Regions from separate parts of the Mus musculus genome. Here region 2 is linked to region 1. Evidence: chromatin contacts called from public promoter capture Hi-C data. All regions are on one chromosome and are shown on one strand. The core of a region is the stretch at or near the end of the contact, and the rest is flanking DNA. Distances in the headings are between cores, read along the strand shown.

Region 1 (5,606 bases), core at 2,099-4,598:
TGCTACTTTGCTCTGTGTAGGAAACTATTTCTGAGGTCTTGGGTTTTCAGTCCAACAAATTAAAAGCAGAATTCGAGAACCTTCTTCCCATCTTTCAGACAACTGTAAACGCAGACAAGCAATCGGGGTCCGACTGTGTGACTCATTTTCAGACACTGTGACTACAAAGCCATTGAAGAGACATAAGACTCGGTGTGTGGCTCTTTCACCTTTGGTGAATCCTCATGTACCTGGGCAAACAAAGAAACAAAACAAAAGGAAAATGTTCAGCTCCTATTTCAATAAGCTTAGTATTTCCTGCAACAGAAGAATGTGGGCATTTGGGCTAGTCTAGTCCATCTGCATATCCATGTAACAGAATCAGGTCCAACAGACAGACACACGTGGATCATGTATGTGATCCTGAAAGTCTTCTTGGGTGTCTCTTGGCTGCTCTTTAGGAAGACAAAGCAGGTAGGAGCCCAAAGAAAGCTCCCTTCCATAGGTAGAAGGGTGGTCAGTTGTGACCCCAATGCCAGCTATTTCTCCAGTCCCTGTCTCATTACAACCTCAAAGCCTTAAGATGCTAGCACGGACAGATGCATCTGGGTGTCAACTCTAGACCCGCCTCAAAATCCCTACATTCAAGCCTGCAGGAGACCCTGAAGGGAGACAGATCTGAAGGCTGGGTAATCTGTTAACTATCTGAAGGCTGGGTAATCTGTTAACTATCTGAAGGCTGGGTAATCTGTTAACTATCTGAAGGCTGGGTAATCTGTTAACTATCTGAAGGCTGGGTAATCTGATAACTATCTGAAGGCTGGGTAATCTGTTAACTATCTGAAGGCTGGGTAATCTGTTAACTATCTGAAGGCTGGGTAATCTGATAACTATCTGAAGGCTGGGTAATCTGTTAACTATCTGAAGGCTGGGTAATCTGATAACTATCTTAGGGTTTGCTGACTCTTGGTGACAAAGTGAATCAAATAAGCATCCCCTAGGTCGGCGGTCCTCAACCTTCCTGATGCTGTGACCCTTTCACACAGTTCCTCATGTTGTGGTGACCTCTGACCATAAAACTGTTTTCGTTGCTACTTCAACTTCATAACTGCAATTTTGCTGTTGTTATGAATCATAATGTAAATGTTTTTTGGAAATCGAGGTTTGCCAAAGGGGCCGTGATCCTCAAGTTGAGAACCACTGTCCTAAGTGATCAGTCATATATATATATGTGTGTGTGTGTGTGTGTGTGTGTGTGTGTGTGTGTGTATATATATATATGAACCATGGTTCCTTAGGAGATAATAACAGAGGATTGGGTATGAAGGTCAATGGCTGATTGTCTGACTCACATCTGCAAGGCCTTAATGTTCCATCCCAAACATCAGGGAAATGGAACAATAATGGGATCTGGAGCCTCTACAGAACATCACTCATAATGTCCAGGGTATATTAAAAAGAACTAGACTAGCAAATAAAAAGGGAAATGTGGCCAGAGTCCAGAAATCAAAGCAGCCAAGGTATGAGATGACCCAGATGTCTACCTGAGCAGACAGGGAGTTGAAGGTAGCTCCTATAAATAGTTCAAAGACCTTCCAGTCTTTGACTACAATCTGAATCAATAAACCGGGACTCAGCAGAGAGATTATGGAAGTGATAAAAAAAGAAACAGTATTTTTAGCCCTGAGAAACATAAAACAAAAATGAACATATGTGTGGGTGGTTGCAAGAATATATTTACAGGGTGCAGAAGAAAACTTGATGAGTTTGAAGACAACTCCCTGAAAGGGTAATGTGAGGACCGACAAGAAAAAAAAGGCGAAGGAGGATGACGACCAGGGATCTTCCAGGTGTCTCAGGTCATCCACAGTGAAAGAGTATAAAATATGAATTACAAAACCACTTATGATGTAATAGCTCAGTGAATACGAAGCCTGATTCACTCTTCCTAGGGAGAGTCCATTACTGTTTGGGGGGGAGGTGGGCAGGACTGGGAGCTGGAGGAGAAATCTTAGAAATCATATTTCAGTGGCAACCGGAAGTAGAAAGAAAGGGATGTGGAAGTAGGGTGAGGCTGAAAAAATTGGCTTCCCCAGGGCACTTCTTCCAGCAAGGCTGAGCTCTCTCCCCAGACAGTGCCACAAACTGGGGGTTCAAGTACATATTCAAGTACATGAGCCCATGTGTGGTGCTACAGCAGTCTAGGATAAACACATACATTTATCCAAACAAGTTGACAGAAGACTGTGAATGTGTGGATATGACTGCACCCCACGTAAACCTCAACAGAGCTCCTTTTGGAAACACTAAGAGACTTCTGCATCGCTAGTGAGATGCTAAGCCATTCAACTTTGGAAAGAGTTAATCTCTGATAGCCTATGAGCTATCCCTTTGCTTTTTCACTTCTGGACATGTCTCCAACAGAAATGGAAACTCACAAAAAACTCACTCACGAATCTCCATAGTAATTTTATTCATCATAATAAAAAAAAAATGGCCTGACATCTAACTAAATAACCTGATGGATAGATACAGAATTTGTGTCATATTCAACCAAGAGAGTGTCACGGAACAATTAAAAAAAAAAAAAAAAGAATAACCACAGGCACAAGCAATGGATCTCAAAAACATTAGGATGGATTGCAAAATACCATTTACATTGAGCTTTCGAATAAGTTAGGTTAACTTATACCAAGGGGGCAGGGTGGTAAAATGGGCAGAGACTGTACTCAACCCAATATCCACCTAGTTGCTGGGAGTTACACTGTTTTACACTTTAATGGCCACGGTGGTTGTGTTCTCATCTACATTTATAAAATGTACGGAACGATAAGCGGTGAAATGATGTTAGTCGTACATTGCCAGGAACGGGCTTTAAAAATATGTCTTCATCTTGTTTATAAAATTTTGGCCTAATCACTTAAGGCTGGAATGCTAATGGGTGACATAGAGAAGTCAAGGAAGGGAGGCTTAAGGCAAGAGGTGGAGAATCCAGTTTCCCCTGCATCGGGATGCTGGTGTCGGTCAAGGTCTCCTTCAAGCTCTGCTGAACCTGGAATTGATCAGCCAACCCTGGGGGGTCAGGAGGGTGCGTCAGTTTCTAAAGCTTTCCTGGCTACTTCTGCCTTTGCTTCCAAGGAGCAAGAGTGTTGTTAGTCTTGTTTATCCTGGCCCTAGGGAGCTCAGTCCTTTTCCGAATGCCCTAGAAGGTGACTGGGGCACAGAGACCTTTTCTGAAGACGGGCAGTGCCTGCGATTATGAGAGATTTCTTTCAGAGGCACGTTCCTGAGGCCCAAGGGGTACACTGGTAAATACCGGAGACCTAGAAGGCGGAGGTGGAAGGTGACTGAGTTCCCTGAAGCCACTGAATACTTAAGCCTGTAAGATCATGGCGAGGCTGACAGCCCCAGGATGGGAGGGGCCCCACGTTGGAGCAGAGTGACCACCCATGCCAGTTCGCAGGGCCTGGGAGTGCCCACAGGGTCTGTAAGAATGCTTGGGTGGGGAGCCTGAAGTGTCAGAGGGTGGCGGTGTATTTGAGGGGTGCCCTGAGCAGCGAGCAACCTGGCCTCAGCAACGCCCTCTCTGCCAAGCTGCATGCGGTGATCCCGCTGTGGCGCTGCCTCACTGCGGCGCTGGTGAGCGGCGCCGCCTAGTGGCAGACTACGACAGCAGTGCCCCGGAGCGCCGGCCACTGCAAGAATAAGGTCTGGACCCTGCTGGAAGCGAGACCAGTTGCACTCCAAACTCCCCGTCTGATAATTGCATCTCACTAGAAGCGCAAAGCACAAAGGGCCTGGCGTTCTCTGATCTTCACTCCCGACTTCTGGAGCTGTTCTGGAGTTTCAAATGCCTTTTCCCAGTATGGGCCCACCCCACCCCACCCCACCCCACTCCCACCTCCATTTTTCTTCTGTAAGCTGGTGTTTGTGAAAGTTAAGAACATTCAGTCAAATGCTTGCCCCACCTGAGACTTCTAAGGTTTAGGGGCTGTATACATTTGAAATGCTGTACTGAGAAACCCACAGTGCAAAGAGAAGTTTAGGAGCCTGAACAGAAAACCTGTTCAAATAAGCTGCCCCATTTGGCTTTCAATTACACCCCTGGGACTCCAGTTCCCACACTGCGGGGAGGAGAGAGAGAGAGAGAGAGAGAGAGAGAGAGAGAGAGAGAGAGAGAGGACATATAGTGGAGCCAACTTTGGCTGGGGCTGCTCAGGAGGACGGCTCTTCTGGTCTCTGGGGTGTAGCAGTTCCCTCTCAGGGACCCGGGGCTGTATTTTGAGGTAGGAACGCCCTTCTGGGACTGGTTGACTGGTCTCTAAGGCCATTCTCCAGGCTTTGAATGGGCTGGTCTAAGCCAGTCCCGAAGGACGCCTAAGGGGCCCCCGCTAAGCCTAGACCCTACCCTTCTAGCCTTACTCCTGTTCTCCTTCAGGTTCCCTGATCAGGGGATTCTCAGAATGTGCACAGGTTTGCTCGCCTTTCTACCTTTGTTCACAACTTAGCTGTCCTCTCTCCCTACACTCTTGACCCTCGAAACCAGCCCTGGTCCCTTCTCTGATTTCCCAATGGAATCCACAGCACTTGGTCAAGTTCCTACCCTAGGTCAAAGTATACACGCTGCAAGGTCAGGAAATGTGTCATGGCGGGTTCTTGCACACACCAGCTACCAAACAAATAAAATGTGATTGACAACCGGAGGGGACCTCATTTATCGATGTGATGGTCCTGATGGCCTCACCATTCAGGAAGAAGCTCTGGGTGAGACTCCTCCCCTCGAGATAAGCCCCGCCCCTTGGGGGGCATGCTCAATCAACTGTCATCCCCCCTAGCTCCTCCGCCTTCTCATCCTTTGCCTAAGTCTTTGTCAACTAAAGAGAACCTTTTTCCTGACCCTGCATCTCTAAACCTCTGATCCATCAGCTCTGCCTCTTCTGGGCCTGTCCTCTCCACTTTTCCATCTCTAAGGCAGCCTTGGCTTTGCTGAGATATCATCTTTTCTCCTCTAGGGATCCGCTGTGGATGCTTCCTCCCTCTGACTGTATTCATCCCTCTTCCAACAGCCTGACAAGACTGAAGGGTCTCAGAGAGCATATTGGTTCACCTAGAATCACTCCCCATGGTGGAAGATTCTAGCACTTGCCTAAGTCTGCTCCTCTCCTCTCTGAGCACAGAGGATTATATTTCTCCATCTGTACAGCAGTTAGATAATGCCGTGAGACTAGTTCTGGCCAAGCGCCTGGGAGCAGAAAGACTATGCGCCTTCTGGCCAAAACACTTGCTTCCCATGGCGAGACCTTCTTAGCTTCCTTTCCTGCCTCATTAATTGTGGATTGATGAAACAGAGGTACCTCAAGTCCAAATAGCTGGCATTCTGAGCCACCCTTGGAAGCCACTGCCCTGGAGAGTCACCCAAACAAGCCACGGGCTTTGTGCAAACAAGAGATAAAGGTGTGTTGTGTCATGTGACTGAAGCCTAGCCAAGCCTATTTCTGGGTGGTTTGAGGAGTTCAGTAAATAAATGCATGGCTTGGCAAACTGTAGCGAACTATGTACATTTTATTATTGTTATCAAAGTGTAGCAGGTGCCTAAGGAGCAGAGACTTTGTCAAGGTAGAGAGCCC
Region 2 (5,606 bases), core at 1,076-3,575, 910 kb before region 1:
GGGGATGGGAAGAAATATCAAGAATTTACCTTGAATTGCCTTTTAACCCTGTCTCTGTCATGTTCAAATGTGACCGCTCTCTCCATGGCTTGGTATTTTGCTTCTAACGCACCCTCTTTTTCCCGAAGTATCTTCTGGTAAGTTTTCTGAAGTGCCTGCAATGATTCACCTTGTTATCACCTAACAAAAACGGCCTTTCGTTCACATTTTACATTTTTACATACATGTTTACGTATGTTGGGATCTCTACTCTCTCTACTCACTCTCTTATCAATTACCAGGCACTTCTATGGTGTCAACGATTTCAAGCAAGATAGAAAAAAATGCAAACATTTTTGAATCCTAGTAAACAGGTTCTTCAGCAATGAGCTCTCAACGGAAATTAATGCTTTTTCTTTGAAATACTGCACCAGCACTAGGATTTTTCTATGCTTTGGGTTTTTAAGAGAATAAGACACGCAATTTGTAAGGTTTAGCTTGAAGAATAGTACGTATGAAGGTTCCTGTGCTCCTTGGCATTATATATTAATCATTTTACTCTTCTCCTGAGCCATTCACCGTCTGGATCCATCAGAGGCCTCCAGTAAATGTCAACATGGCTGAATGAAATAAATGTGAGGGAGTTTTCTCACGATGATGCAGGTAAGAAAGGAACAACAGGTTTCACAGGGAATTGGAACTGCTGATCTGTGATCTGTGACATCTGTCTGTCAGTCCTCCCTGCACTGGCCTCTTTATCCTGCTAACCCCTTCTCCCTGCAATTCACATGGTTCTTAGTGGGCAGTGGTGCACATACATGACATCATACACGAGGGACACGCAAGTCCACTTTATAAGGGCAAGCACATTGGTCTCCCAGTAGAAAGTGAGGCGAGCAGGGAGCTGAGGGTGAGAACAGCTTCCCAGATAATATGCTAATAGCCCAGCAGATTCTGAAGGGCTTCATAGCTTATGGGAATGATGCCCTACTAGAAGGAAGGAGCCTTCTTTTACAAAAAAATCTGTGATGTTTATTTAAGTTCTGATGTGCCGGGAGCTCTTGGGCTGTCAGAGATCCCTCTCACAGAAAAGAAAGGTATAAACAAATGACCACCAGAGAGGCTCCGAACCCACGGCATATAGTCCCATATTTTTACTCCGAGAAGTTCTGCTTTACCTAGTATCCGAATGAATCAAAGGCGATCTGTTATAAGGCCTACAATAGCATTGCAGTAACTGTTTAGTCCATTAACTAAATGGACTAAGAGAGTTTGAGTACTCTCAGGGAAGACTTTTAATCACAACAGTTAAAAACCATAAAATCAGGAGGTTTCCAGAAAAATTCCTATCGTATCATTAAACCCCAGAATCTGCCGAACTTCGCGAAGAAAACTAACCCAAGAACTCCATTTTGGAGATACCTAAAACCGGGAGGAGTTTGTGTGTAGTTGCTCTGAGAAATTTTTCGACTTCAGGACTTGGGTTGATTCAACGTGTCTTAATGAATGAACCGTAAATTGAAAGGGGCAGGGGAAGATGCTGATAAGAAATTAGTTTACACTCAAATAATGATTCCACATAAAGGAGGAGCAGCTTTTGCACAATTTAGAAAACAACTTGGTTTGTAGCTGGGGTAGGATGGTGGTGCCACCAAGCGGCTGAGCGGTGCGCTCGGGTCTCAGTTTCCTCAGAGCCTCCCGCTTGCGACGCTCTCGGTCCCGCGTTACCTGCAGCTCCGCCCGCAGCCGCTTGTTCTCCGTGTCCAGCTTGGCCTCTCGGCGGCCCATGGACAGCAACTCCTGGTTCTTGCTGACCCGGAAGATCTCATACTCTTTCTTGAGCCGCTCGAACTCGGCCGCCGCATACTCTAGCTCGGGCACAGACGAGCCGGTGGACTTGAAGCTGGCGCCCAGCAGCCCGCCGCCCCCTGCCGCGCGAGGCAGCGACCCGGGCCCGGCTCCCGCGCCCCTGCGGAACGAGCTGCGCAGCAGGCGGGCCTTGGGTTTCACTTCCACCGGGATCTCGCAGGCCTCGCCGCCGCCTGCCCCGTACGTGTCCTCGATCACCTCCCCGCCAGTGGGACTCACCAGCGACGAGGCTGTGCCCATGATGCCCGCGGCCGGCTGAGGCTGAGAGTCGGCTGGGTGCCAGGAGGAGGCGGGACCAGGAGGGCGGGGCCTGTCAAGCGGGGCGGAGCGCCGCAGGGAGAAACCAAAATCAGAGAGGAGCGTGGCCAGGAGCAGGGAGGTGGCCGGGGCGTGGCCAGGCCTTAAGGGCGGGGCCTAGATGGTGGGGCGAGGTGCTGTAGAGGAGAGGGCGGAGTTTGGAGGGAAGAGCGGAGCAGTAAGTGAGCCGGGCCTGGTGATTGGGGAGAAGGGCGTAACGTGGCAACTAGAGGGGCGTGGTGTTGAAGAAGAGTGGCCGTCTTGAGAAGGGGCGGAGCCATACTTTCGGGGCGTGGCCGAGCAAGCTGGGGATGTTAAGGCTAACAGAGAGGGGTGGGACGTAGCAGCGAGAGGAGGTGTGGTCAGTTGAGAAGAGCAGTGCCCAGAGAGAGTGTCGGGCCAGATTTTAGGGTCGTAGCCCGGTAAGTGGGGCGTAAGGCAGCAGCAGAAGAAAGAGAAAACCAGTCAGAGAGTCGGAGAGGTGGTCCTGGCTGGACAACGAGAGGGGGAGTGGCCAGGAGTCCTGTGGGGCGGAGCCAGGCTTTGGGGGCGTGACCAGACACGCGGGGGCGTGCTCTTCTGAATGAGACCAGTAGAGGAGCTGGACAAGGGAGGGTTGAGAGAAATGAGACTCGGGAGGAGAGGAATGGGTATCACGGAGCTGGCGGCCCTGAGAACTTGCTTTGCAGGAGCAGGCGGCAGGACTGAGCTGGGCAAGCTGGGCGGTACCAGGAGATCCGGACATCCAGAAGGGAAGGTTCCAGACTAGGCCCAAACCTACAAGCTCTGCTCCCTCTGCGTGAACTTTGTCTCAGTGAGCAAGAACTAGATCACATACCCATCTGCCCCCGCTCTGCCGCAACTGTTTCTGTGGTCCTGACTAAAGGGCTCTTTTCTGGAGGCAGTTCAGTGCCTAGTGTGTCTCTCAGGAAACATGTAATAAATAATGCCAGCCAGGAAAGAACTTCGAAGCATCACCACTTGAACCCCCCCACCCCCGCGACCCTTCTCTCCCCCCACCCCCATCCTTGATAAGCTCAGGTTTTATAACGCCTGGCGATAAGGATGCCAGGGACCCTATTCTAGACGGAAGAAAATTGTTAAGTACAGGGTTTGCAGGAAGGGAACGCGTGCTACTGTTCCAAGTTGTCCTTGGTCTGCTAACTTATCTTCCTGCCCATCCCAGATTGGTACCCCAGGTTAGAGGGGACAGAAAAGTGAGCAGTGGCTTTGACTCAACACTGTTGTGAGCTGGGTGCTGGTAATCTTTATACTTGCCCTTTTCTTAGGCAGTCTCCGAATGCCAGCCACTCTCTCTGCCATCATCCTCATTACCGGGAGCCTCATTACCCAAGGGGGATATAATCTTATTCCAGTGCTTGCTTACTCCATCCCCAGCTGTAAGAAATCTGGTAGCATTTTAAGCATCAGTCCATGCAGAGCCTCCTTGGGCTGACCTAAGATAGTCTTTGGTGGCTCACTCCATCCACAGGCATCCCTAGGATTCTTGGAAAGCCAACTCTGAGATGTAGATAAGCAAGCAAGATGTCTACCAGAGAATGCTGGGTAGGTACCTGGGGCAAGGCAGGGGAATCAGTGCAAGGTTGCTCTGTGCAGCATTCCCAGCAAAGACCTCAGCCAACCCTGCAGAGACTTTTGAAGCTGGGACGGCCCTGGGGAGTTGTCCTAAGTTACCTTGGAGCTAGAACTTCAAACTTTTACTTAATCTAGCCATCTGCTCTCTTTAGCCGGTGGAGACTGATGGCTGAGAATAGTCTGCTGTCAGCACTGTCATGGCTGACATCCAATCTTTCACCCTTCATATCTATCACAAAGCAAACAGCCTTTCCTCCAAGGAACTCTGGGAATGCTGGTCCGTTTTAACTCCCACCCCACCCCCACAAATGCCCTGAACTCCTTCCCTCAAATTAGCTGGTCGTGTTTTCTCTGACCTCTTAGACACCCTTCTAGCCTTTGGACTCTCCTAAGTTGAAGGATTACATATTGATTTCTCCAGTTAGTACCATGAGATCCAAAGGGAAACATTTGCTCTATCAGAGTACCCAAAAGACTGCCCTAGGTTCTCAAAGCCTTTCTAGCTGCTGATTTCTGAGGTCTGTTCCTTCAGAGATTTGAGGACCATTCTCTAGATTTTCCTTCCTTCTCTTCTCTTCTCTTCTCTTCTCTTCTCTTCTCTTCTCTTCTCTTCTCTTCTCTCCTCTCCTCTCCTCTCCTCTCCTCTCCTCTCCTCTCCTCTCCTCTCCCCTCCCCTCCCCTCCCCTCCCCTCCCCTCCCCTCCCCTCCCCTCCCCTCCCCTCCCCTCCCCCTCCTCTCTCCTCTCCCCTCCCCCCTCCCCTCCCCTCGAAACAATCTCCTGCAGCCCAGACTGGTCTCAACCTTTCTTTGTAGCTAAGGATGACCTTAGACTTCTGGTCCTCCTGTGGGCACTACCATCCTACTTGCTGGGGTCCCAGAGTGAGTTCACAGGAGAAAGCCACTGGTCCACCTGGGCTCATCTCTCTGTTTCCTAGCTACAGATGAAATGTGAGCAGCCTTCTCATAGTCTGGCCACAAGGCCTTCCTGCTGAGAGGGGCTGTACTCTCAAATTTTGAGCCAAAATAAACCCTTCCTTCTTCCCTCCCTTCCACCCCACCCTCCCCCTCCCTTCCATCCCCTCCCTCCCCCTCCCTTTCACTCTTTCCCCCTTCCTTCCACCCCATCCATCCCTCTCCCTTCCACCCCACCCCCCTCCCTTCCACCCCATCTCTCCTCCTCCCTTTTACTCTCTCCCCCTCCCTTCCACCCCACCCCTCCCTTCCACTCCTCTCCCTCCCCCTCCCTTCCACCCTATCTCTCCCCCTCCCTTTCACTCTCTCCTCCTCCCTTCCACCCCTCCCTCCCCCTCCCTTTCACTCTCTCCTCCTCCCTTCCACTCCATCCCTCCTCCTCCTTTTCACTTCCTCCCTCTCTCCCCCTCCCTTCCTCCCTTCCTCCCATTCTCCCCTCCTTAAGTTACTTTTTTTTGTCAGGCATTTGTCACAATAATGAGAAAAGTAATACAGCATTTTACCAGCCAGGAGGGATTTCCTTTTGGTTATTATTGTTGCTATACCACCTGGGCATAAAGGTGGTGCAAAGGAAAGACCTGTTATGAACTCTGTTCTTACAGAGCTCATGGACTAGATTAATTGTCACGGTCACTCTTAAATACCGTCAAATGGCCTTGTAGATGCTCCAAGCACACATCCAGGGTTGCTGAGACCCTGGACCTCTCTGCATCTACAGAGACGAATGGCAAAGACACTGTCTTTCTCATCAGATAACTGCATACAGTGAGCCTGCATGTTCACCTGAGATAAGCACTGATCAAGGTCAAAGTGGGGAGTCCAAGTGAGTAAGAGCCAAGGTGACATGTGCTGGTGCTAGCCGGGACCCAGCGTGACAGGGTAGTAGCTTCATG

Evidence for each region. Promoter capture Hi-C pulls out the DNA fragments that hold promoters and counts their contacts.
Region 2: a contact with region 1 is called in a promoter capture Hi-C map of hippocampal neurons, with 3 times the contacts expected there. The contact joins the promoter of Nphp3 here to the enhancer-like site in region 1. A contact is called at or near these places in 3 of 39 promoter capture datasets (the C10 cell line, hippocampal neurons and pre-B cells), 2 of 15 datasets of contacts at CTCF or cohesin (large pre-B cells and pro-B cells), 10 of 484 Hi-C or Micro-C datasets (B cells, CD4 T cells, CD8 T cells and 6 more) and 7 of 115 datasets of contacts at active chromatin or transcription factors (astrocytes, bone marrow-derived macrophages, embryonic midbrain and 4 more).

What each region holds. Positions count from the first base shown.
Region 1 is chr9:103,090,368-103,095,973 of GRCm38.p6, reverse strand. It overlaps a transcript of Slco2a1 not described here. Among named protein-coding and RNA genes, the nearest start is that of Rab6b, 19 kb to the left of the region's middle. Within about 2 kb of position 3,348, at least 57 of the 459 cell types and tissues checked have an H3K27ac peak or open chromatin away from gene starts, as enhancers often do. A contact at or near this core is called in CD8 T cells, cortical neurons, forebrain and 4 more, where this site is marked.
Region 2 is chr9:103,999,263-104,004,868 of GRCm38.p6, reverse strand. Nphp3 (nephronophthisis 3 (adolescent)) reads right to left here and starts at 2,325. Exons shown (of 27, transcript NM_028721.3): 1 at 1,708-2,325; 2 at 30-155. The coding sequence starts at 2,088. Gm33054 (predicted gene, 33054) reads left to right here and starts at 2,510. Exons shown (of 2, transcript NR_168653.1): 1 at 2,510-2,567; 2 at 2,835-3,109.